7 separate regions of the Mus musculus genome follow, and regions 1, 2, 3, 5, 6 and 7 are each linked to region 4. The links are chromatin contacts, called in public Hi-C, HiChIP or PLAC-seq and promoter capture Hi-C maps. All regions are on one chromosome and are shown on one strand. Each heading gives the region's core, a stretch centred on a gene start, on an enhancer-like site or on the middle of the called end of the contact. The rest is flanking DNA. Distances are from core to core; before and after follow the strand shown. Region 1 overlaps Ap1g1 (adaptor protein complex AP-1, gamma 1 subunit). Region 2 holds the start of Pdp2 (pyruvate dehyrogenase phosphatase catalytic subunit 2). Region 3 overlaps Ap1g1 (adaptor protein complex AP-1, gamma 1 subunit). Region 4 holds the start of Wwp2 (WW domain containing E3 ubiquitin protein ligase 2). Region 5 holds the start of Nae1 (NEDD8 activating enzyme E1 subunit 1). Region 6 holds the start of Dync1li2 (dynein, cytoplasmic 1 light intermediate chain 2). Region 7 holds the start of Phlpp2 (PH domain and leucine rich repeat protein phosphatase 2).

Region 1 (3,654 bases), core at 989-3,488, 2.4 Mb before region 4:
AAAAAGATGTAGCAAAACTGTCTTGAAAGGTGTCTAAGAGATAATCTAGTATTGCCTTTAAGAAAAGTTAAGATTCATTCTAACTGAAATTCTTTTATAGCCTGGTGTCAACATAAAAGTGGCACACACTTTAATTCCAGAACCTGGGAAGCAAAGGCAGGAGAATGTCTATGAGTTCCAGGCCAGCCTGGCCTACATAGTAATTTCCAAGTCAGCTAGAGCTGCACAGTGAGACTCTTGTCTCCAATAAATAAATAAATATCAAAACACAATCAGAAAAGGAAATCTCAATTGCTAATGAATTTAAGATAATGTAAACAAAACAGAACTACTCTGACTTTTTGGACTTCTGTTAGCCATGTTACATCAAATATATTTTTATATTTCTAGTTACAATTATTCAAGAAGAAAAAGCAGGAATTGTTTTTACAATGATATAAATAGCACTAATCAAAGCACATACCAAGGTAGTCACTTAGTTACCAAGACCCATTCTAATTTTTTCTTAAGAGATCAATGTGGTTTGAGAGTCCCTGTACACTGGAAACTGGGTCCCAGTGTGTACATGGTGCAGACAGACAGTGGGGCAGAGTCCCAGTGTGTTCATAGTACAGACAGTGGGACTGGGTCCCAGTGTGCTCATGGAATAGACAGTGAGGCTGGGTCCCAGTCTGCAGACAGTGGAATCTTTAAGACACGGAGCCTTGTAGGTCATGGAAGCAACACTGGTGTTGAGAACTCAACATGTGCCATAAAACTGAGGTATGTTAAAGGAGCAAGAGATCCCTGCTTCCTGGTGTGACCCCTCCTTTCCCTAGTGTATACTCCTGCTGTACGATGCTATCGACCACAAGGCCCTCCCCAGAAGCTAAGCAGTTTGGTAGGCTGCCACATCATGGACTTTCAGCCTCTAAATCTGCAAACTAAAATATTTTTTTCTTTATATAATATAGCCTCAGAAATTCTGATCATAACAGAAAATAAGTATGACTATATAAAACAGCTTTTTATTTAAAAAAAAAGGCTAAGGTATTTAAAACATGAAGCATACTTACAGACTGAAAACAACTCTGTTATTCAGAAGCCAAGTCATCATATGATCTATGACACTTCTACCAGTCGGGTGCTAAGCATTCTGTATCATTAGCACAACATGATTCAAAGCAGCGATTCTCAATCTCCCTAATGCTGCAACCATTTAATATGGTTCCTCATGCTCTGGTGACCCCCCCACACACACACACACACTCACACCATAAAGTCATTTCACTGCGACTTCATAGAGATGTTATTTTGCTACTGTGATGAATTGTAATATAAATATCTGATATGTGAGATGTCTGATATACACGCTCCAAAGGGGTTACAATCTACAGGTTCAAAGGATTTCTGCAATTCTCAAGAGTTCATGAGATCCAAACTGCTTTCCTAATCCTAACATACTGCTGTCACCTGGTGGGAAGCTGCCTGTCCACACCCCAGACAAGGCAGCGGCACTGTGTCACTCCTGCACAGCTGAGGTAAAAAGCAAGGATGGGGAAGGAAGGCAGCCACAGCTACACTGACACACAGCTGTCTGTGATTCTGTCCCTCAGGATGCTGAGATCAATCAGAGGCATACTTTCTAGACAAACAGGAAGAGGAATAGCTCATATTTGTTGCCAACAACATAATCCAAGCTTTGACGTAAAAACTAGAGTTTTGGAAAACTTCTATCATCACCACAAACTTGACAGTTTATAAATAATGACGTGGTGAAATCAGTGACGATACTAATCTATGACATTTTAATATTTTAAGCTGAAACATTAGTATCTAAAAGATCTATATAACTTTGTCAACATGTTTTTCCCAAGTGGTTCTACTGTGGTGATATAACTTAAGGGGAGAATGAGACGCTCAAGGGATCAGGCATATTACTGCCCACCTCAGCTGGTGATGAGGTCAGTCTTCAGAACCTACAAGTGTAGAAAACCAATCCCCCCAAGTTCTTCTCTGACACCCACACACTCAGCCCAACACACACACACAAAAGTAAATGTTTATAAACATTTTTTTTAGCTGGGTGGTGGTAGTGGTGTCAGCAACAGAGTACAACTTTAATCCTAGCACTCAGGAGGCATAGAAAGGTAGATCTCTGAGTTGGAGGCCAGCCTGGTCCCCAGAGTGAGCTACAGGACAGCCAGAGCTACACAGAGAAACACACAGAAAAAAAAATTCTTAATGTTAAAGTGTAACAGAGCAGTGAATTGTTAAACTATTAATACATCAGGCAGAGTTTCACAGTCCACACTGTCCTTCACTGTTAAGAAGTGGCTACGTGTTCATTTTTAGCATAGTAGCAAAGAATACTGAGTTATTAAAAAGCCATTCTGAGTTCGAGGCCAGTCTGGTCTACAAAGTGAGTTCCAGGACAGCCAGGGCTACAGAGAAACCCTGTCTCGAAAAACCAAAAAAAAGCAAGCCATTCTTCGACTTTTCATGCTGCTGAGACTGAAAAGCAAAACTATATCTACCATGGGGCTGTATATCCAGATCTGTGTTTATTTTTCTTTTGAAGCAAAGTCTAAGTTGCTATGTGTAGCTGCTTACATTTTGCTAATCTGAGTCCCCCAAAATTGTTTGCATGAGAAGATCTGGAAACCTGCCCGTAGTTAACTCTGATTGGCAAATAAAGATGCCAGCAGCCAATATCTGGGGAGAAGAGAGAGGCGGGATTTAAAGTTCCTGGGCTTCCTCGAGGAAGCAGGAGTGAAGGAGAGACGCCATGTCTTAGGAGTGTGCAAGACAGAGTCAAGAGCGGCCATGGGGTAGAGAGGCAAGGAGAGCAGCCTAAGCTCTGGACCAAGAAAACATGGCCCAGAGGGTTAATTAATTGAAGTTAAGAGTAGCTGAGATGAAACATAGAAATCAGTAGGTAGTAACTAGGTAACTTGGTGGGAGGTAGATCCTAACAGCATGGAAGTTTGGCAGTTGCCCAGCTATTGTGCTTTTTTTTTTTTTTTTTTTAAGATTTATTTATTTATTATATGTAAGTACACTGTAGCTATCTTCAGACACTCCAGAAGAGGGTATCAGATTTCGTTACAGATGGTTGTGAGCCACCATGTGGTTGCTGGGATTTGAACTCGGGACCTTTGGAAGAGCAGTCAGCGCTCTTAACCACTGAGCCATCTCGCCAGCCCGCTATTGTGCTCCTTAAGGCATATTAACATACAAAGACTGTGTGTGTGTCTTTCATTCAGGAAAGTAGCAGCCCCGTACTGGGATTTATTAATATATTAATACTACAGCCCAGATCCAACTTGAACTTACTCTGTAGCCCAGGCAGGCCTCAAATTTACAATCCTCTGGCTGCAGCTCTGGAACACATAGGATTATACACCATGCACCTACCTACTTTTCCCTTCTCCACATTACACTTGCTAAATGTTCTCTACCTCTACCAGTCAATATTCTACACGAATATTGTCCTCCTTTGGATACAGTGAAAAAATATAAAATAATCTCACTCTTTACACAGGAATTTTTTGTAATTTAGAAAATATTGTTTACTTATAGCTAGGCACATGCCTATAATTCTAGCATATACCAAGTTAGATTGAATTGCAGACTGTCTCCCCCACACAAAAAGAAAAATCATACAATTAACAC
Region 2 (3,231 bases), core at 574-3,073, 2.8 Mb after region 4:
CTTTGTTCAGTCTCCCTTGCAGTATTTAAGTTTTCCCTTTTGTATCTGTTCCCCCAAGGAATCTACCTACCCCATGAATTCCAGTCATGTAGCTGCTGACTAGCGGCTGTCCTGAGTCCAGGCCTGTACCTGGTATACATTATATATATTACATTAATATATTATATATAAATATCATCAATATTATCTCGATATGGTGTTTTTGAAGCCCCACTGACTCTAGCTACTTAGCATACTGTGTCTCACCGGCAATACGTGGTTAGGTTTTGTTTTATTATTGTTGTTTTATTCATCACTGGGGACTGAACACAAGGTCTCTTCTATTTGATCTACCACTGAGCTACATCCCCAGCCCTCTTTCACACTTAGCCTTGAACTTTAGATCCTCCTGCCTCAGATTCCAGGGTAGCTAGAATTAGCCATCAGTTGCTGGTCTCACAGAATTCCTGTGTAATTTGTATTGGTCATTGTTGTTTTGTTTTGAGACAAGGTCTTACTTTGTCACCCTGGCCAGCATGAAATTCACTGTGTAGGTCAAGCTGTCCTCAAAATCAGAGATCTGCCTGCTCTGACGTTCTCAATACCTCATGAGATTAAAAGTGTGTGCACCATGTCAAGATTTCACAACGTTCTGTAAAGACTTAATAAAATACGACACTTCTGAGCCGTCACAGTGCTATCACGCCTTTAATTCCAGAATTCCGGAAGCAAAGGTGAAGAGGCAAGCTGATCTGTGAGTTCAAAGCCAGCCTGATCTACATTGCAGACTGTTACTTTGCTTGACAAAGTAAGCCCATGGGAATGGGGGGGGGGGGTTGAAACTGGGAGTGTGGGTGCACGCCTTTAATCCCAGCACTTAGAAGGAAAAGGCAGGCAGAATTTGAGACCAGGTACACAGAGAAACTGTCTCAAAAATCAACAAAAGGAGGGAGCCACTATTTTTGTCCTTGGGATACATTCTGTACAGATTTTTATATCATTGGGCCAACTACTGTGAACATGATTTCCTATTAAAGGCAATGTTTTCAGTGATAGTACTATTTATGGTTTTTGGCATAAACATTCACAACTACTGGTGACTTGGAGCTTGTTTCCACTAACCTGGTACCAAATTACATGGCATTTGCAGTCACCTTTCCCTTACTTATTTCCAAAACCAGTAGGTCAAAGGGTATAAACGCACTGTCAAACCGATTTCCCAAAGCCAATACCCATCCCGCTGAACTTGGGACAGATGAGGTCGGACAGGGGCAGATGGCCTCAGACGCCCCTTGACCCTGCAGAAAGGACAGGCAGCTGTGCGCAATGAAAACCATTCGCCTCCAATGGGACAGAAAGAATTTAGCACCCCTAAAGAAACCAAGTCTCTTGATTTCTTGGCTGGACCGCAAGGCTCTAAGAAATCCCAGCCCCCGTTTAGTGGCTGAGCCTTGGCTTTCCAAGGTGTAAGAATCCAGTTGCGACGTCCAGCTCACCGGTGCTCCAGTACTAAGGAAGCTGGTGCAGAGAACCGGCTAAGCAGTCGTCTCCTCCACCAGTGCGCGGGCCCACGTGGCGCGTGCGCGCGAGTGGGGTGACCATGACCAGGGGCCAGCTCGTCCCGCCCTCTCACCTCATCCCCCTCTCCGCCCCATCACCTGAGGTACCCGTAAACTAGGCTAGGGAAGGCGTCCGCACCCCGAATCGTCCCCTTCCTTACCTCGTATCCTCGTCCTCTCCTCCCCAGCTGGCGCCGCTGGCACTCGGCGGATCCTCTCGGCTCACTCTGGTCCTGAGCACAGTTCCGCGGTTGCTGCGACTGGGTTTTACTTCCCTGGAGAGGCCCCCAGTCGAGGAACCAGCACCAAAAGAAATATCCCTCCCGCCATTCCTGATTGGCTTATCCTTGGAGGCGGGCCCTTGACGGACATTGAGATTACCCAATGGATGAGGAGGGCAAAAGGAAGGCAGAGGGGCGGGGCCGGGAGGGGCCACCCTGCACTCTACCCCCTGGGGTTACCCGTGGCTTTTGTGCAGCCGCTGCGCCAGTAGGTCGTCACGTGGGGCTCTTCCCCAAGCTTCCCTTATCACCACACCCTGCAAAGCCAGAACCAAGAGACCTCTCCAGTTCTTTACAGTTCATTCTCACATAGATTCCTCCCGGGTTTTGTTCCGTTCCCTCCAAGCCTCTCTCCAAAGTGCCACATCTTTATTATCTTTGGACACCTATCTTGAAGGCTTTATGGACACTCTAGGTTCTACTTGCCCTGACCTTATCTTCCAGTCAAACCTGCTTTTCTTCCTAAACCAGCAATGGCTTCGCCGGCCCCAGAAGACCCAAGTCCAAACACCAGGGTCAATTTGATGCTTCCCTTACTGTCACACACTTTAATCCTGTCATTCCCACCTCCTAAGTCCCTTCCCACCCATCCATTTGCCAATGCCAGACTCCAAAGCCTTTAAGGCCCCCTACTTCCAAATTACACTTAGTCCCAACCGATTTTCCTTCCTTTACAAACAGCTAGAAGGAACCTTCTAATACTCACATTTCTGATCTAAAGAGTTCATTGGCTCCTTACTAACCACCATTTTGAATTCTCAATTACATTGGCCTCTTAGCGACAAGTGATGTTAGCCGCACCTTTACTTGTTGGTAGCTTGGGAGAGCCAGAACCAGAGAGGTCCAGAGCTTTCCCTCCTTGCCTTCTGGTCCTAACAATAGCTGAGTCTGGTCTTCACCTTATAATGTGTGAGTCAGTAGAGTCCTTTCTTGAAGTCAAAGAGAGATAAGAGATAGCAGAAAGGTCTGAGAGTGCTGTCTCTGGAAAGAAAGGCAAGCTGGTTTACCCAAAGTCACGTCTGAGGTAAAAGTGTTCCTGCTGTATTTCTGTGATGTGTCCCCTTACTGGGCCTCAGGCCTCTCAAGGAGGTGGTTGCTTGGGAGTGTTTTGTTTTATTTGTGTTTTTGAGGTAGCATCTCACTAGGTAGCCCTAGCTGGTCTAGAACTAGCTATGTAGAACCGGCTGGTCTCCAATGTACAAAGATCCACCTACTTCTGCCTCCCAAATTCTGGGATTAAAGGCGTTTGCTAAATCCCTGTTTTTGTTCTGGGTTTTGCTTTGGTTTTGTGATACTGAGGATTGAACCTAGAGCCTCCTGAATACTATCAAACACTATCATAGATAGATCTTCGTTACTCTACCCTGTCCCCCTCTCCCCTCCCATCCTACCCTACCCCTTCCCCTTTTTAT
Region 3 (3,344 bases), core at 258-2,757, 2.4 Mb before region 4:
GTCAATACCTCAAAATTACACTCACAGATAAAATGACACATCTACTAGGATTTGTTTTAAAGTACTCCAGAAAAAGAAGTAACAGAACAAACAAAAAGGAAAAAAAAAAAATCCCAAATCTGGGGAGACAGAAGTTAGAAGAAAAAGGGGGCGGCAGGAGGTGGGGGCAAAATGTGATCATTGAAGAATACATGAATGTTCAGTGATCTGGTTTTGTGTACATGACATTTTCTTTTTTTTTTTTTTTTAAAGATTTATTTATTTATTATATGTAAGTACACTGTAGCTGTCTTCAGACACTCCAGAAGAGGGAGTCAGATCTTGTTACGGATGGTTGTGAGCCACCATGTGGTTGCTGGGATTTGAACTCTGGACCATCGGAAGAGCAGTCGGGTGCTCTAACCCACTGAGCCATCTCACCAGCCCACATGACATTTTCATAATCAAAAGCTTTTAGCAAATCCCAAAGCTTCCAGGTAAGGGTGTGGTGGAGTTGGCAGAGTGCTTGTCTAGCATGCAGAAGGCTTGGGTTCAATTCCCCAGCACTGCCTAAATCATGCATGGTAGTAGACACCTATAATCCAAGCACTCAGGGATGAGGATGAAGAGTCAGGAGTTAAAAGCCGGCTTAGAATACCTGAGACCCGGGCTGGCAAATTGGCTCAGCGGGTAAGAGCACTGACTGCTCTTCGGAAGGTCCTGAGTTCAAATGCCAGCAACCACATGGTGGCTCACAACCACCCATAATGAGATCTGACGCCCTCTTCTGACGCGTCTGAAGACAGCTACAGTGTACTTAATGAATAAATCTTTGGGCCTGAGTGAGCAGGGAGACTGAGTAAGCGGAGTTGACCTGAGCAAGTGGGGCAACCAGAGCAACTGGATCAAGCAGAGGTCCTAAAAATTCAATTCCCAACAACCATATGAAGGCTCACAACCAGATGTACATGTACTCATATACATAAAATAAATAAATAAATCTTTAAAAAATACCTGAGACCCTATCAGAGACAGAAGAACAGAAGGAAGGTTGGAAGAAAGACAGGAAGGGAAGAGAGGGAAGAAAGGGAGAGAAAGAAATAGTAAAATTTCAATAAGCAAGGCATTAAACAATTTCTCACTGACATTAAGATGCTTAATAGTTAATCTATTTAAAGAGTCATTTCTTTAATAATAAACTATAAACACAGGCTTCAGGATAAAACATTTGTAAGCAAACTGGTATGCTGCATATGTAGTATATAACAGAAAAAATGCAAAATGCATGTGAGAACACAGCCACTATTTTGATCAAGAACGGTGACTACCCAAAGCCCAGACTATGTTCAAAAAGTAAGCTTTTACTTAAAACTCAATTCATGGAGAAAAGTTACCTAGCAAAGCATGGTGGCTCAGCCTGGAATTCCAGCACTAGGGAAGCTAAAGTTGAGGATCAGTACAGGTTCAAGGCTAGATACTCTCAAAGGTCAAGCACAAACACTACTGGAAAGAACAGGAGTAGAGCTGAGTGGTAGAGAGCTTGCCTAGCATGCACTAACGCCCTGGTTAGCCCCAGCACCTATAAGAGCAGGGAAGCTCTCTGCTAGAAAAGTGTTTCCCCACAAGCACGCAATAGCTCTACAAAGCAAACAAAGACTGTTAGAAAAGCTTAAATCTAGTCCAAGAGCATGTACATAATCTAACTTGGAAAAAAAAAATCAAGACCTTAAGCTAGGTAATCAGTCACAAAATCACAGAAATAAAGTCCATGCCACCAGCATGATTTTTTATTTTTAAGCTCCAGGACAATTTATTAATAGAGTTTGAAGAAAAACTCCAGAAGGCAAGCTGTAAATCTTGACAGCAGCCTGGAGGAGAGAGAAAAGAGACAAAAAACATGTTGATTGAGTTAGGTCAGCATGGAGATAAGTCACATGACAGATGAGCAGCATGGTGACCAGGAGGAGAGCTGCAGAGAAACAATACAAGGCCTAAAGCAGAGAGTCAGTCACACTTGGGCTCAGGCTAATACCCAAAAGACAAAAAGAAAAGGCGAAGGGCCAAACTCAGCAGAACTTCATGAGGGCTCTAGCGTGAGTGCAGAGGGCAAGAATTCTGGGGAGGAAAAGTATCTTATTGTGAGGATACTTATATATCTCCTACTACTTAAGCATAGCTTAAAGCAGGTACTCAGTGACTGACTTGCCCACTCCAGTTAATTGTTAAGGGACCAGACATTCTCAAGGGAAATGTAACATTCCCACCTATTAAGATGTAACCCTAAAAATGTTTAGGAAATGAACTAAAGTTGAGGGATATAACTCATCTCTACATGACAATCTAGAAATCTGGTTCCAAAGCTTTTCACGGCAGAAGGTATTAATATCTAGGCCGAAGGTTTAGCCCCTTCCCTCACAGATAGGATCCAGGCAGGGATACTTAAGAAGAGACAGGAAATCAGAGCTCTCTTCTGCTATTTCTAGCCAGAGAACCAGGGACACGTGTGAACTACTGCTTCCACTGTCCCTGACTTCAACTGCCCGTTCAGTTGCTCTCTCCTGTTAATATCTTTGGTTTACCCTGTCTTTAGAGAACTGAAGCAATAAATGAATCTGATGTCTTCCTGGAATAGGTCTCAGATAATAAGGAAGTTGGGGTATCCCTGCAGTGAGTCCATCTAAGAGACTGACCATAAAAAGCCAGTGAAGAAAGAAGTCCTTGGCTGGTGAAAGAAAAGTGTGAGAGAAACAGTTACTAGAGTTACAAGACCCGGACAGAGAACTAGAAGCCAGAGCAAAGTACAATTTAAATGCCAATAGGTTTTTATGGAACAAATTTCCGGTCATGGATGCTAAATATATCATGTATAAGAACAGAGAATTAATTAGTTACCTATTTGACTCACTCCTATGGTGTTGAAGTTTCCCCTATACTAGGCTATCTACAGCTTACAGAAAAGCAACATTTTTTTTCTCCTGAGTTGTTACAACTTACTACATTAGTTGATATCTTTATATACCATAATATTAACAGGCTCAGATTGAGAACAAAAGTTAAACTCAGGTGGGGGAAAAATTGGGTAAAAAGCCAGTGAAATGTCTCATCTGGTAAAGGCATTGCCACCACACCTGATGACCTGAGTTCAACCCTGGGAACCCCTATGGTAGAAAGAAAATAGACTCTGAGCTCCACTTACACAAACATGACACACAAGGCCACTCTACACACACACCTGAGCACACTCCCCCACCATACATAAATAAAATTGGACAAAGTTTTTAAAAACATAATCTATTCTTTTTATTTTGATTTATTTGTTTAAAGCAGTGAGGGGTTGGATGATGGCTGCCAAGCTTGAGCTGATC
Region 4 (3,432 bases), core at 704-3,203:
AGCCTGTCTCAAAAGGAAAAAAATAAAATAAAAAATTACAAAAAGAAGGGAAGTGGGAAGGTGCAATGTTCAACAACAACAAAAAATTAAGAGACTGACAAGCCAACTGAAGCCTTCTCCTCATGGTTCTGGCTTTCCATAGACCAGTAACACTAAACAGAGAAAGGGACGGGAAACTTATGCTCTAACCCCTTGTTCTCCACATACACCGAGCAGTGTGACCTTTAAAAACTCATTTACTTCTCAAACACTGACCAAGTACTCCTAACATACCAGGCCTGGGGCTAGTAGCCAAAGAAGTCAGGTAAAATAAGATCACTGCCCTTGAATGATTTACAGTCCTAGCAGGAAGACAGTAAACAAGGAAGAAAAACAAAATGAGGATGTCAGGCAGGCTGAGACTAAAGAGATGCAGGCGAAAGCACTCACTGCTCTTCCACGGGACCAAAGGTCAGTTCCCAGCATGCAAATCCAGAGGCTCACAACCACCTGTATCTCTAGCTCCAAAGGACCCAATGCTCTGTCTGTCCTTGGTGGGCACATACACACAGGAACATACACACAAATAAAAATACATCTTTTATTTTAAGTCAATTCTCTTAGCTTGTTATCTATAAAGTGTGAATGACTTCTCGAGACTGCTACAAAAATTAACTTTTAAATGCTTATAATATACCCCCCAAGTCTTCAACTCCTAATATATTAATGCAAAGTGCTTTTTCCCCCCTAGCGACCTGTGATTCTGGCTCCTGTCAATGTCCCATTTGAACCCTGACCTTCGTTGCATTCATAAACTTTGCTTCACTTCTGCAAACCTTAGCAAAAGTGAAGGGAAAAGAGGGTGGCCTGTTTGTTTATTTAGGCTGGCTTGGAACTTGGAGCCATCTTCAGGCCTAGGCCTAGAGGATGAAGAATCTTAAGATGGGTATTTTTAACCTCAAAAACTACGATCTAGGTCACAGTTCTAAGGAACACAAGAGAAACTTCTCAGTCACCCCACCTAGTCACAGCTGGTCAAGATAAGCAGTCACATGGTAAAGGAAGCTGCATAATTTAAGCTTGAGAGGTCTCAAATCGGTATGGGCAGACTTTCAACTGTCCATGACTTCAGCAGTCAATGCGTTGCTGAGGTAACGCCGGCCCAGGTCGCCAACAACAGTGTAGGTTAAAAGTCTTGTTATGATCACAGCAAAGCACCTACACGTCTTTTTTTTTTTTTTTTTTTTTTTTTTTTTGGTGGCCTCCAAGATGACCCGATCCGGGAGCATCTCAAAGAAAGACGATCTGATGGGCAAGGTTCCCAACAAGTGGAAACCCTACCCAAACAGGGCAAAGTGGGTGTGACCAGAGTCAGACGATCAAGACTCAGGGATCCCTCCTGAAGTTTAAAGAACTGAACAGAACCGGTATCAAAGTCCCGGATCGCCATCCTTTTTAAAGAGGACGGAAGGAAAAAAGACTCTTGGAATGGGGTCCAGGCCGCATCGTCCAGATTTTTTTCTCCCTGTCCCTACAAGCCAGACGCCCACTCCCAGGCAGCCCCTTCCAGGGAGCAAATGAGTCTTCCCCGGCTGAGGTCGGGCCCCCTTCCCAGACAGACACGGCTCCTCCGCACCGCAGGCACCCGGGGCTGGGGGTCTCCTTCCGGAAGCGCCACCAGCGGGCGACTCCCGCCGGGCCCCGCGCCCACCCCGCCCGGGCGCGAGCCGGGACATCCCTCCTCGGAGGCCGGAACCGCGCGCCAGGCCCCTCCCACAGGAAGCCGCCGCCCCCCGGCGCCCGCCCCGCGCCGCCCCCGGCCCCTCGCGCCGCCCGCCGCCCCCTGGCTGCCCCGCGCCGCCCGCTCGCTGCCGAGCCCCCCAGTGCCCCCGCGCCACCTACCTGCCGCGGCCACACCAGCGGCGCCTAACTCCGCTCCACTTCCGCCTTCCAGCGCCCGCACTCGGGCCGGGTCACGTGGGCGTGCGCGGTCACCTGACCCGGAAGAGGCTGGCCGGGGCGCGCAGGTGCGGACCACCTAGGACCCGGGCGGCGAGCGTTTGACCCGCTCAGGGCCGGGATTGCAAGGATCACCCGGGCTGTGCCCGAGCAAACGTATAAAATAAGGGCTCACCGGGCCCCGGGGTCTTTATGTATGCCTTTGGAAGCAAGTACAGTTGTTTTCCCGCCATGGTACAGGTGGGAGAAGACCATCCGATCAGTTAAGTCAAGTCTTGAAGGAGTTGCTGGATAAAAAACAGTACGCTCCCCCCCTCCAAACTTGAGTGTCAGATAAACCGTGTAACTCTAAGCATGTCCCCAAATTTGCAAAGGATGTTTTGGTACCACAGATGTATACTGATCAAACTTGAGCATCCCATGTAATGTCGTTAGCTTGTGCCAACTCTGTAAGGCCTTGTTCTCAGTTCTAGAAGTATAAATGCCCTGGCCTTTGTAAGGCATCTGTTGTTCCAAGAAGCAAAACTGGAAAGAGGGACGGGAGTGGAGCATGGGACATGACACACGACAACCTGACACCCTTTCAAAACTTCCGGAGTCCCTACGTGTCTTCCCCATGGGGAACCAACTCCCATCCCCCCCCCCCCGCTCCCCTCCCCTACGGAGTAAACTGAACATTATGAATTAACAAACAGGGAATCTATGTAAGTAACCCTGGCTGACCTGGAACCCAGCGCTGTCCTTGGCCACCTGATTCCTGGCATTGTAGACATACCTCACCGTAGCCTGGACAACAGAAACTTTCTGGGTTTTGCAAGATTGACAGTTGAACGTGACTAGTCCAGGGCGTCCCAACTGACCTATGTTCCCAGCCATTTTGCTTCCTTTCTGGTTTTTATTTGGAACAGGGTCTTATTTTAAATGCTCCAACTGGCCAAGAACTTTTAATTCCATTGCCTTAGCTTCTGAGTAGTTAGGATTACCAGTTTATACCATTGGGGTGGAGGGTTAGGGGTGAGAGAGGAGACAGGTGGGGCAAGATTTTATGTAACCTAGGCTGGCATCCACCACCGAGTTAATTGTTCTGATTACCTGGATTTTTGTTGGGTTTTTGTTAACTGAAATATTACATTTTCATTTGTATTTTATTACATAGATGTTTCTCTTGAAGTGTATCTGTGTACCACCTGTGTGTCCGGTGTCTTTGCTGTGGGGTATCTACCAAGAGAAAGTCTTTATTAGCCACCCTGTGACTACACTGGGTGTTCAGGATCCCTGTGTAGTATCAAGCCTTTCTCGGGGCGAGGTTTTAAGCGCAAAATTCGCGTCCTGGGTCGACATGCTCCAGTTAGCAGAAACAGCAACAGAACTACAGAAGCCAAAAGGCGAGATGAATGCATCTAGAGACTTTCCCAGAACTGGGGACTTTGGTGGATTATGTCTCTGTTTTCTTTCTTTCTCTCTTTCTTTCTTTAAGATTTTATTTATTTATTA
Region 5 (3,653 bases), core at 388-2,887, 2.9 Mb after region 4:
ATTGAACTCAGGACCTCTAGAAGAACAGTCAGTGCTCCTAACTGCTGAGCCATCTCTCCATCTCCCCTGCTTCATTCTTTTAACCGAAGTGACTACAGCGATAACCTCTTTAATTTTTCTTCCCCTTTTCTTTCATTTCCTTTGCACCCATTCTTTTAAAGGGCTGGGGAGAAGGCTCAGCAATTAAGAGCACTTGTTCTGCGGAGGATCCAAGTTCAGTTCCCACAGTGAATATTTCACAACCTCACACATACATTTAAGAATAAGTTTTCCTCAAAGGAGAGGTGGCAAGATGGCTCAGCAAGCTGGAAGATTTGGGCTTATCCCTCGAACCTGTGTTGAAGAGGACGAGAAGTGACTTCTGCAAATGGTCCTCTGTCCTCCACGAGTGCATGATGGCATTCTTGCACACACACCAATCAATAAACATTAAAAAGTTGTAAGAAGTGCATGCTCTGAGGTATCCTTGTCCACTTACTAACAACTGAATGCTTCTCAAAATCACACAGTCGCAGGCAGTACAGCACCCTCGGCCCCTGATGTTGTTGTTTCCAATTACATTTGTCCATCTTTCCTTTCCTGGGGCCAAGGTGTATGCAAGGCTATGTAGTGAACTTTCACTTTCACTTTTGACCTTCTCACATTCCCTGGGTGTATTTTATATCGCTCACGTTTCACCTGTCTAACTGGAGAGGGAATGTGACAACTGACAGACATGCACAAGCACATAATGAGCTGGGAACGCCTAACGCCCCTTTTCTCCCATCAGTTGGGTTCCATAGGGGTTGGGGGAGGGAGGTCACAGCAGGGTGTCCCCTCACCTTGTGTCCTAACACTGTGCCCAGGGGAAGTGCATTTGTTAGCACTGCAATATTACTGTCAAATGGAGCCGTCTCTTTGGTCCCTCACCCCACAAGGCTGGAAGGATTTTATGTGTGGATGTACACTCATCATGTGCTGGGATAATAATCTCAGGACGTGCAAGTGCATCTGGCAATCATGAATCTGGAGACTCCTCTAGGATTTGGGATAGAGGAAAGCAATTCTTACTTGTCAGCAAGCCTCTTCTTCCCTCTTGTCCTCAACTTGCTCATAAGCTCCTTCCTTAGCATCGGCCACCAAGGGACAGTCATCCTGTGTCACATGAATCGATGATAGCTTTAATTTCCTCCTTGTTCATGGGCTTCACAGGCAACTCTGGCTGCTTCTCAGACACCCTCCCGTCCCCCAAGTCCACTTCTCATTTGTCTCCTGATGCCGTTTCATCTCGTTCAAAACCCCCTTTCCCTTGCGTCACCACGGGGAACAATTCTTGGAGGGAAGCCGTGGGGTGGGGCCCCTCTGTCTACCCATCAGGGTAGCTTCTCTATATAGAATACTATATACAAGTATGCTGGTGTATTGTTCCTCTTGGAGGAGTCTCAGGAACGGTGAACTCACCCAGAAGAGGACTAAGGTTTATCAGTGATAAGGATTATCACTCGATTTAAAAGTCGGAGTTCTCCACAATTACTGCAGGTAGAGAGAGAGAAACATTCTGTGGAACTCAACCTCAGGTTTCCCCCGGCTTCCCAGTGACGCGTGCGCAGTGCAGCGTCGGCGCCCCCTACTGGCTGCGCGCTGGAGGAGGGCGCTTAGTGCGCCTGCGTGAGGCCGAGTGGGTGGCGGCCTCCTTAGGCGGCTTTGCTGTTCGCGGGCCAGGCGCGGCCATGGCGCAGCCAGGGAAGATACTCAAGGAGCAAAAGTACGACCGGCAGCTGAGGTGAGCCGGGGTTTACGAGTGAGCAAGCCGGCCAGGCTGGCGGGCTCTCCTGACACCCGCGGGGCCTAAGTGCCTAGGCCGGGTAGGCCGGCCTCCCACGGGCCTGCGGCTGCGGCCGGCCGTGCAGGGCGTGGGGAGCCGGCGCTCTGGGATCCGGCCACTGGCCCGAGTGTTCGGCGAAGGCCGGCTCGCCCCTTCCCGCACGGCTGGCTGTCCGCGGTTTGCGGTGCGCGGTGTCTCCGCCAACCCACTGGGCTGCACAGTCTCGGCAGGCCCTCCCTACTCGTTCGCTAAACGAGGGGGGTGGGAGCACCCCATCCTGCCCGACCGCCGAGCGCTGCGCCCCGGCAGGTATTGGTCTACGCCCGCGCTGGCCAATAGAAATGCGTCATGCTAGCTTTATCGGAGCAAACCGTGTTCGTAATTACACATTTTCCAGTAGGCACCTTTCAAATAAAGTTAAAAGAAGCTAGACATGGTAATCCCAAGGACTTGAGAAGCAGAGGCAGGTGGATCGGAAACTGAAAGCCAGCCTGGCCTCCATTGGAAGACCTTGGGAACCGGGAGAATAAAGAGACAGGAAAATAAGTTTTGCTACTAGTTCTCCCCACCCCTCTCGTTTATATAGAGACATGGTCTTAAGTAGGCCAGTCTTGAACTCAAGCGCCTACGTCCCAGGTCTCAAGTGCTGAGATTGAAGATGCTCACTGCCCAGCCAGACTCAAAAATAAGTTTTTGCTCCCCCACCCCACCCCTTTTTTTTTTTTTTTTTGTCTTTTACCTTTGAGTGGCCGCCTGGACTTGCAATGTAGAGCAGACTGCGCTCAGACTTGATGCAATCCTTCTGCCTCTTTTTCCCCAACAGCTGAGATTATAAGTGTGGACTATTACACCCGGTTTATGAAGTATTGAGGCTGGAACTCTGGACATCATGCCTGCTTGCCAAATTGAGCTACATTCCCCAATCCCAGAATCAAATTTGACAGTGTTTATCTAACCTAGTATTCCAAAACATTACAATTTCAACGTAATTATTGTTAAAATTACCAAGCTATTTTTGTTGTTGTTGTTCACAGAGTCTTATAAATCAGGTATCATACACATTTTAAAAATGTCTTAATTCATGCCAGCTGCATTTCTAGTACTCAGAAACCATTTGGACAGGGCACATCTAAACCATCCGGTGGATTCTTTAGCTATTTCTCCTTCCTTGTCTCTTCCCACCTTCTTCCTTTCTTATTGAGTATACTCTGTGTCAGCTAAGTGTATCAAAGTGTTGCCATCCCCTCGCCTCTCTTAATCTCAAGAGAACTTACCCTGTGTCCCTAAGGATGGAGGTTTCTCTTTGTATTGACTACCTAGCTCTTACTCTCCCAGAGACGTAGGTACTTAGTTCTGAGAATCCTTGAAGGCAGACGGTCTTTGATACTGGATAGGGAAACTAAGTCTTGTAAAAGTTAGGTTAATTTGCCCAGAGTTAGACATGTTTCCAGCTTGGGGCCACCTGGCTTTTTCAGACTCATCCTTTGTCCCAAGCTTCTAGAGAGAGAAACAAGGTAGCAGAGCCCTTGTAACTACTCTGAGTTCTTGTGGACTCGTAGTTCTGTGTTTGGGTGGAGGTAGAAGGGAAGGCAACAAAGCTGAGAAGATACTTAATGTTCCTAGGGACTGGAAGAGGATTCTTACTGAGTTATTCCTTAAAGGGCTGCATTTTATCTGTCAAAACAAGAACTGCTTTTTGCTGTAGGCAGGTCAGAAGGAAGCAGAAACAAAGTTGGGTCGGCAGGTAATAGCCAGGGACCAAGGCCCGCCTCTCAGGCCAGCAAGAACATTTTCTTGCTGAATCTTGAAGATGTACTCTTAGGCTTATTCTTCAACTGTCCAACCACTT
Region 6 (3,337 bases), core at 656-3,155, 3.0 Mb after region 4:
ATTGTGGGTGCTACCATCCCTGGGCTGGTGGTCCTGGTGGGGATTTAGCTCACTGGCCCAGAGTGTTCAACTCTAGTGTCCTGTTATGACTTCCAATCTTGCTTGCTCTTCCCTCCCATTTTCCTTTTTCCAGTTTACATTCAAGTTGGCAAACTACATGCCCATTGTTGCATCCTTTAATTTATGCTGCTAATTTTTAGCTGAACCAGAATCACTGTATTTTTCAACTGAAACCTACTTAAGTGATTGCTTTTCCTGCCATATCACATTTCCTTATGGTATTTATCAACACCTTGTAAAGTTACCCTGCTTCCTTAGAGAACAGCAAAAGGCCATACCTAAAGTTACCCCTGATCAGCACAAACCTGTCTTTCTTTTCTCCATTACTTCTCCCCTTTTACATCCAGTCTCCCCACTACCTTCTCCACTCAAGAAAAGCAGTCACAGCTGCTTGTTCTGCTGTGAAATATTGACTCTCTGAAAAATAGGATTTAAAAAAGCAAAAAAAACAGAAACCTTGCAGGGCAGTGGGGGCACTCCTAGCCCTCCAAAGGCAGAGGCAGGTGGATCTCCGAGTTCAAGGCCAGCCTGGCCTACAGAGTAAGTTCGAAGACAGCAAGGGCTACACAGAGAAACCCTGTCTCAAACAACAACAACAACAATAAAATTGGTAAAGCAAAGCCAAAAGTATTGTTAACTGTGGTGGTAAAAATCATTCACAGTTTAATAAAGTCTACAAAGGAGGAGATGAAAAACAACATTCTGAGGATTTGTGATAAACTTTCAATGAGCATCCTGAAAATTAAGCCATATAATAGTTGAAGAAACATGGCTGGAGAGATGGCTCAGCGGTTAAGAGCATTAACTACTCTTCCAAAGGACCTGGGTTCAATTCCCAGTACCCACAGGGCAGCTCACAACCATCTGTAATCCCAGTTACAAGGGGTTCAGACACTCTCTTCTGCCCTCCACAGGCATTGCATACACATAGTGGACAGATATGCAAGCAGACAAAGCACCTATACACATTTAATAAAAGTAAAACTAAAAGAGTAATGACTGGAAGTGGCAGGATACCACCTCTAGAACTGGGTCTTGGGGCTGTTTTGAGACAGGGTATCTTAGGGTTAGTGCTGTGATGAAATACCATGACCAAAAGCAAGTTGGGAAGGAAAGAGTTTATTTCATCTTACCCTTCCAGATCATAATCCATCATTGGAGGAAGTCAGGACAGGGTCTCAAGCAGGGCTAAAACCTGGGGGCAGGAACCGATGCAGAGGCCATGGAGGGGTGCTGCTTACTGGCTTGCTCAGCCAGCCCAGGCATGGCACCACCCACAATGGCATTTCTTCAATTGAGCTTCCTTCTTCCCTGATGACTCTAATTGACACACAAAACTAGCCGGCACACAGGGTCTCACTATGTAGCCCTGGCTACCCTCGAACTTGCTATGTAGACCAGGATGGCTTCAAATGTATAGAGTTCCTCCCGCCTCTGCCTCCTGAATGCTGGGATTAAAGGCGTGTGACACCATGTGCAACCATTTTAAAATTAATTTTTTTGAAGTAGGCTCTCACATAGCTCATGCTCAACTTAAACTTACCAAGTAGTCTAAGACTTCTGATCCCTCCCCCTCCCCCCCTCCCCGCCCCCACCAGCTGCCCATTGCTGGTATGACAGGACATGCAAATATCTATGTCCAGTCATTTTTTTGTGGATCTTCGTTCATGTTTGGCCCATTTTCTTTTAAACTTCTGAGCTGTAGTTTCCTCACCTCACTTATTAAGAATTAAACAAGATTCAATGAGATCGCTTTATAAATATGGTTGTCTAGCTTGAGTTCATTCCAAAGCTTGGACTTGCCGCATCAGAGGCTGCCCTGCAGGGGTCGCCAGCGCGCTCTCGGTCTGGTGGCGTCCGCGGCTCCACCTCCCGCGTAAGGCTGTCCGGCTGGCTGCCTGACCCAGCAACGTCCCTAGCTGCGGCGATCCCACGTCCCGCAGACGCACGAGGACACCGCGGGCCCGTCGGGACGCGCTGGATAACGGAGCTTCTGCGGCGTTGCGGGCGGGCAGCGCGGCCCGGCCGGGGTCCTTGCGGGTCCTCGGCGGGCCCGGGGGAGGGCCCTCTTTGTGGCTGCAGTTGGCAAGATGGCGCCGGTGGGGGTGGAGAAGAAGCTGCTGCTGGGTCCCAACGGGCCCGCAGTGGCGGCCGCCGGCGACCTGACAAGTGAAGAGGAGGAAGGCCAGAGTCTATGGTGAGGAGCGTATAGAGCCGCAGATGGCGCGGCCGGACCGGGAGCGGGCCGGAGCGGGCAGGACCGTGGGCAGACATTGATGGGCAGTCGTGGGCCGAGCGGTCCTAGGCGGTCCCGCGCTGACCACTCTTGTCATTGTCGCCGCAGGTCTTCGATCTTGAGCGAAGTGTCCACCCGTGCCAGGTCCAAGCTGCCGTCCGGCAAAAACATTCTGGTGTTCGGTGAGCAGCGGGGTACTGCCCTGGGGCGCAGGGGTGGGTCAGGCGGCGCCCCTCCCACTGGTTCCCAGGCTTCTCCACCCTTAGCGCCTGCTTGTCGCTTGCCTGCCTGGGAGGGCACCCTGGACTCTGGCAGGGTAGCTGCTGAGTCTCCAAGCCCACACCTCTACTGACCCCCTAGAATGCAGCTCCGTTTGGAGTCCAGTGATGTGATGTGGGCTTGGGGCATTGGGGCACATTCCTTCAGTCTTTTGGCTGAGCCTTCTTCAGCCTTGACTCGGTTCATCGGTTAGCCTTGTGCTCACCAAGTTGAGGATGTGGAGGAAGGAAAAAGAGGATGTGCAGGCTGGATGGAGAAGATGAGGGAAGTAGGTGACCTGGACTGGGAAACTGAGGAGATGGACGAAGTCTTTTCTTCAGTCTTCATGGGCAGGCAGCAGAGCTTGGGAGTCAGCCCCAGGAACTTTCTTGCATAAATCCTGCCCTCACTGCTGGGTTGCCCAGTCAGTCATTTAACCTCTCTGGCTTCAGTTATCTCCTTCAAATGAAAGGGATTATATGCGTTCACCTGCAATGCTGTTTGTAGAGTAGGAAATGAGGGCTGAGCAGTGGGACAGTACAGACAGTCTTAGACACCCTGAAAGAATCCCAGTGGAGCCGAGGCAGATGTGTGCGTGGTTGCATCGCATCTCTCATGTCAAGAGCAGACTGCTGTGGGCGCATCACACTGCTTGATGTGTTGAGAGAGCGCTTGTGGAATCAGGTATCTTGAAGGGTAATTGCCTAGGTGCAAGCACATCAAGATAGTAGGGTGAATCGTTTGGGCACTGTCAAAAGCCTTTTTTTTTTTTTTTTTTTTTTT
Region 7 (3,688 bases), core at 1,060-3,559, 2.4 Mb before region 4:
TAAAAAGTCTTTTTGTTTATTTGTTTTGTTTTTCAAGACAGGGGTTCTCTCTGTATCTCTGGCTGTTCTGGAACTCTATAGATCAGGCTGCCCTAGAACTCAGAGATCTGCCTGCCTCTGCTTCCCAAGTGCTAAGATTAAGGCATGCATCAACTTTTTATAAGTATTTTGATGCTTGAGCTGAGGAATAAAACCAGAGCCTTGTATGTTGGAGGGCTGCTGACCCTCCCTGCACTCCTAACCCAGAGCCATGCTCCTAGGCTAGAGAAGTCTTTACAAACATCTCCAGAGAAAAACCTGTGGGCAAACATGACATTCTTCAAGGTTCAGAAAGTCTGCTGCTCACCTCTTGTACTCTTTATAGGCTAAAATTGAGAGAGCGAACCACTCAGCAACTCCAGAGAACTTCTGCTTGCGGGACACACAAGGCCTGTTTCCATGACCATCTATCCCACTTATTTACGAGGATTAGTGTTAACTAATTCAGGAAAGCAAGGCCAGGAAGGCCTTTCAGAAAGACTTTCATGGCAAGAGCTCAATTCTGACCAAGAATCAAGACTGACCGACCCATCACTGGAATCTTTCTAATGATCCCAAAATGAGAGCTTCAGGAACCCTCCATTCATGCAATTGGCCATTTCAACATGACCCAAAAAGGTTACAAGAAAAGTTTTTTTTTTTTTAAATTGACCATCCTCTGCATACCAAAAGCCATTTGATATCTCTCAAAACTATTTCCTCATAAGTTAGTCCTGCAGATCTCTTGCCTGTACTGAATCCACTCACAATTTACAGTTCGTTATTTGCTATCATTTTAAATATCTGGAAGACTTTGAGTAATTACACTTCGATTTATGCTTGAGTAAATTCCAGTGTAGGTAACAGTGTAGGTAACAGTTATGAAGTTAGTCTAAAGTAAACTATGCATTAACACTGGGAGGTGCCAGAAAATAAAATTTCAGTCTACTGAGTATTGGTTTTATGAATTCACTAAGTACAACAAATAAATTTTTCTGCTGCTTCCATCTTTGTGCTACTTTACTAATAATCTTAATAAAAGGAAATATTACTCAACAACAATCTCATTTAATTACTTAAGGTTTGCTTTTAACATTAAGTATCTTCGATGTTTGGCAGACTGGTTTCGAAACACATTAAATCTTAATTTTCTTCCCCTTCTTTGGCAAGTTTTAAATCCTGCCAATTGCTCTTCTAGAACTCTAGAGGAATTCCATTCCACTATTCCAGTTCGTTTATATACTGAACCTACAGAAAAAAATGTCTCTGCACTATTTCAGAGGTTAGTAGAGAACTCCACCCAGTTAGCCACCTTTTAGCCATCTCTGCTGACCTCACCTCAGCTCACCTTCTGCATTCTTCCTGCATAGAAACTTCTTGTCATCACTCACCTTCAAGGCTCCACTCCCCTTTCCCCTGCATCTGTTTTCCTATCCTCCTACTCCCCTGATTCTACCAAAAAGCCCCGCTTAGCTGCCTGTTGCATAACGGCTCCCCCACTGCCTTCTCCCCGGATTGTCAGCCAAGCAGGAGTGCCCCTTCGGGCTCTGCTCTCCCACCCCCGCCCCCCAAACCCTGCAACACGCCCAGCAGGTCCACAGGCAGCAGATCCTCCGGGACTGTCCCCCGAGCGGGAAGCGCGGGGTGTTGCGTCTTGGAGCCGAGAGCCGGTTCGGAACTCCCGCAGCCAGTCCCGAGGGCAGCGTGGCCGCTCCCGCCGGCGCAGCCCGCGCACACCGCGGCGCCTGGCCAATCGCCGCCGCCATCCTCCAGCTGGGGTGATGTCTTCAGGTGTCCGCCGAGTCCTGCGTACTCGCCGCCTGACTCCCGCCAGGCGCGGCCGGCCCTCGGAGCCCCCCGGAATCCGTCCCGGGGCCCCGGGCTAGGCCCAGCGAGGAGACTGAGGTCCCGGGGATGCGGGGAGGAAGGAAGGTGGGGGCAGCGGCTGCCCGAAGGCGTGGGCCTGCCGGGCGGCGGTCAGGGATGGACAGCGCCGGGGACCAGGGCGGCGGAGGCCAGGGCGGGGGCGCGGCCCGGAGGCCCCACAGCAGGCCCGCGGCGGCCCGGCCAAGTGCAAGCGGCCCAGGGACGCAGGGCGGGGGGCGCCCGCCGCCTCGGGCAGCTTAGCGAAGGCGGCCACAGCCCTCTTGCTTCCTCCCTCTCCCTGCCGTCTCACCTTTAGGACCCGAATCCCTCCGGGCCGGCGAGGCGCCGCCGCTTCAGGTGGCTCCGGGGGCTCCAGCGGGCCCGCGGGCACGGGCTCCACCTCCCCCATTGGCGGCCAAGGATTTACAGAGACGCCCGGCCCGGCGCGACAGCGCGAGCCTCGGAGGCGCGCGCGAGCAGCGGGAGGCCTCGCCCCTCCGCCTAGACCCCGCCCCTAACCAAGACGCTCCGCCCCCTTCGGTCCCTCCCCGACCCGCTGGACCTGCGTAGTCGTCAGCCTGGCGAGGCCGGAGTAGAATTGTGGGAGGCTGGCGCCACTGCAGGCGGAGTAAGCCTCTGCTGCGCTCCACCCTGAGCTCCTAGGACCAGGGCGCAGGGAGAGCAATTTGGTACTTTCTGGATCCTCCAAGAAGCGGCCAGAGGAAGTGACAGGTAAGGCCTGCACCTGTTAAAATAGACAAGATACAACCCTCCACCATGGGCGGCGCTGGAATTCTCCATCCAAGACGCTTCCTGCTCCCAAATGTGTCTTGTCCCCTGGCACCCACTGGGGGTGAAAGAACTGTTGCTTATACTCACCTCTTAGGGATAGCTGGCGACCTTCTTCATCAAACCACCTCAAGTACACTAAGCTTTCCAGGCACAGTTCAGTGTCCTTTTCCTGTAATCAAAGTATCAGATTTCCTTTCTCGTCCTCAACCACTCAACCAGTAACATGGTGTGTAAGCCCGCTTTCTATTTTGCAAGTCTTAATTCACCTATTTTAAAAGCTGACTCTTTTTGTTCCTGGAGTGAAAGATAGTTTTGTGGTTAGTGGGCCAAATTATAAGTCTGCCTAATTCCAATTCCAAATCTCAATTGTACTCTTTTTTTTTTTTTTTTCTTTTGGTTTTTCGAGACAGGGTTTCTCTATGTAGCCTTGGCTGTCCGGGAACTCACTTTGTAGACCAGGCTGGCCTCGAATTCAGAAATCCGCCTGCCTCTGCCTCCCAAGTGCTGGGATTAAAGGCGTGGGTCACCACACCCCGTTAATTATACTCATTATTAGATCTATACATTCTATACATGTACAAATTACTTGATCTAATTCTTTCGGATTTTTTTTTTTTTTGAGACAGAAAATTACACATAGCCCAGGCAGACCCGAACTCACTATATAGCCAAAGCTGGCCCTGAACTTTTAGAGTCTCCTGTCTCCACCTCCCCAGTGCAGATGTGCACCACTATGCCCAGCTTCAGGTGGGTCTTCCGTGTTGTTATGGGTATTAAGTCTATGCAACACAACACGTGTATGACTGATGATAGAGGCCAGAAGACAGTGTCGGATCCTCTGGACCTGGAGTTATAGATGGTTGTAAATTGACAGGTGAACTCTGGGAGTTGACCCTGGGTTCTCTGGAAGAGCAGCCAGTGCTCTGAACCACTAAGCCATCTCTCTAGACCCTTGCGTTGGTTCTTAAGGAGTGAATGAACTAGATTAACATCTGCCTGGCCATTATCAAGG

The links. Promoter capture Hi-C pulls out the DNA fragments that hold promoters and counts their contacts. Hi-C and Micro-C count contacts between places; a contact is called where the count stands out from the background. HiChIP or PLAC-seq counts read pairs in DNA pulled down with a chosen protein or histone mark.
Region 1: a promoter capture Hi-C map of liver shows a contact between it and region 4, with 3 times the contacts expected there. The contact joins the enhancer-like site here to the promoter of Wwp2 in region 4. A contact is called at or near these places in 4 of 39 promoter capture datasets (hippocampal neurons, liver and stem cell-derived epiblast-like cells).
Region 2: a contact with region 4 is called in a promoter capture Hi-C map of liver, with 6 times the contacts expected there. The contact joins the promoter of Pdp2 here to the promoter of Wwp2 in region 4. A contact is called at or near these places in 2 of 39 promoter capture datasets (liver and pre-B cells).
Region 3: a contact with region 4 is called in a promoter capture Hi-C map of liver, with 4 times the contacts expected there. The contact joins the enhancer-like site here to the promoter of Wwp2 in region 4. A contact is called at or near these places in 6 of 39 promoter capture datasets (the 3T3-L1 cell line, the C10 cell line, hippocampal neurons and 2 more) and 2 of 115 datasets of contacts at active chromatin or transcription factors (extraembryonic endoderm stem cells and kidney).
Region 5: a contact with region 4 is called in an H3K27ac HiChIP or PLAC-seq map of regulatory T cell precursor, with 19 times the contacts expected there. The contact joins the promoter of Nae1 here to the promoter of Wwp2 in region 4. A contact is called at or near these places in 2 of 39 promoter capture datasets (liver and pre-B cells) and 1 of 115 datasets of contacts at active chromatin or transcription factors (regulatory T cell precursor).
Region 6: a contact with region 4 is called in a Hi-C map of CD4 T cells, with 4 times the contacts expected there. The contact joins the promoter of Dync1li2 here to the promoter of Wwp2 in region 4. A contact is called at or near these places in 2 of 39 promoter capture datasets (liver and pre-B cells), 1 of 484 Hi-C or Micro-C datasets (CD4 T cells) and 1 of 9 other capture datasets (liver).
Region 7: a contact with region 4 is called in an H3K4me3 HiChIP or PLAC-seq map of pro-B cells, with 7 times the contacts expected there. The contact joins the promoter of Phlpp2 here to the promoter of Wwp2 in region 4. A contact is called at or near these places in 6 of 39 promoter capture datasets (the 3T3-L1 cell line, cranial neural crest, hippocampal neurons and 2 more), 4 of 115 datasets of contacts at active chromatin or transcription factors (embryonic forebrain, forebrain, large pre-B cells and 1 more) and 2 of 9 other capture datasets (adipose tissue and embryonic stem cells).

Annotation. Positions count from the first base shown.
Region 1 is chr8:109,822,330-109,825,983 of GRCm38.p6, reverse strand. All of the region lies in intron 3 of Ap1g1 (adaptor protein complex AP-1, gamma 1 subunit), which reads right to left. Among named protein-coding and RNA genes, the nearest start is that of Snord71, 15 kb to the left of the region's middle. Within about 2 kb of position 2,238, at least 4 of the 459 cell types and tissues checked have an H3K27ac peak or open chromatin away from gene starts, as enhancers often do. A contact at or near this core is called in liver, where this site is marked.
Region 2 is chr8:104,590,064-104,593,294 of GRCm38.p6, reverse strand. Pdp2 (pyruvate dehyrogenase phosphatase catalytic subunit 2) reads right to left here and starts at 1,823. Exons shown (of 2, transcript NM_001024606.2): 1 at 1,700-1,823.
Region 3 is chr8:109,798,739-109,802,082 of GRCm38.p6, reverse strand. The region is part of intron 1 of Ap1g1 (adaptor protein complex AP-1, gamma 1 subunit); the gene reads right to left. Among named protein-coding and RNA genes, the nearest start is that of Ap1g1, 22 kb to the right of the region's middle. Within about 2 kb of position 1,507, at least 46 of the 459 cell types and tissues checked have an H3K27ac peak or open chromatin away from gene starts, as enhancers often do. A contact at or near this core is called in kidney and liver, where this site is marked.
Region 4 is chr8:107,434,891-107,438,322 of GRCm38.p6, reverse strand. It overlaps Wwp2 (WW domain containing E3 ubiquitin protein ligase 2), which reads right to left and starts at 1,953. Exons shown (of 24, transcript NM_025830.4): 1 at 1,882-1,953.
Region 5 is chr8:104,532,621-104,536,273 of GRCm38.p6, reverse strand. It overlaps Nae1 (NEDD8 activating enzyme E1 subunit 1), which reads left to right and starts at 1,637. Exons shown (of 20, transcript NM_144931.3): 1 at 1,637-1,762. The coding sequence starts at 1,710. It also overlaps a transcript of Car7 not described here.
Region 6 is chr8:104,441,615-104,444,951 of GRCm38.p6, reverse strand. Dync1li2 (dynein, cytoplasmic 1 light intermediate chain 2) reads left to right here and starts at 1,905. Exons shown (of 13, transcript NM_001013380.2): 1 at 1,905-2,257; 2 at 2,405-2,478. The coding sequence starts at 2,151.
Region 7 is chr8:109,867,224-109,870,911 of GRCm38.p6, reverse strand. It overlaps Phlpp2 (PH domain and leucine rich repeat protein phosphatase 2), which reads right to left and starts at 2,309. Exons shown (of 19, transcript NM_001122594.2): 1 at 2,195-2,309. The coding sequence starts at 2,293. Gm17344 (a long non-coding RNA gene) reads left to right here and starts at 2,382. Exons shown (of 4, transcript XR_003947453.1): 1 at 2,382-2,616.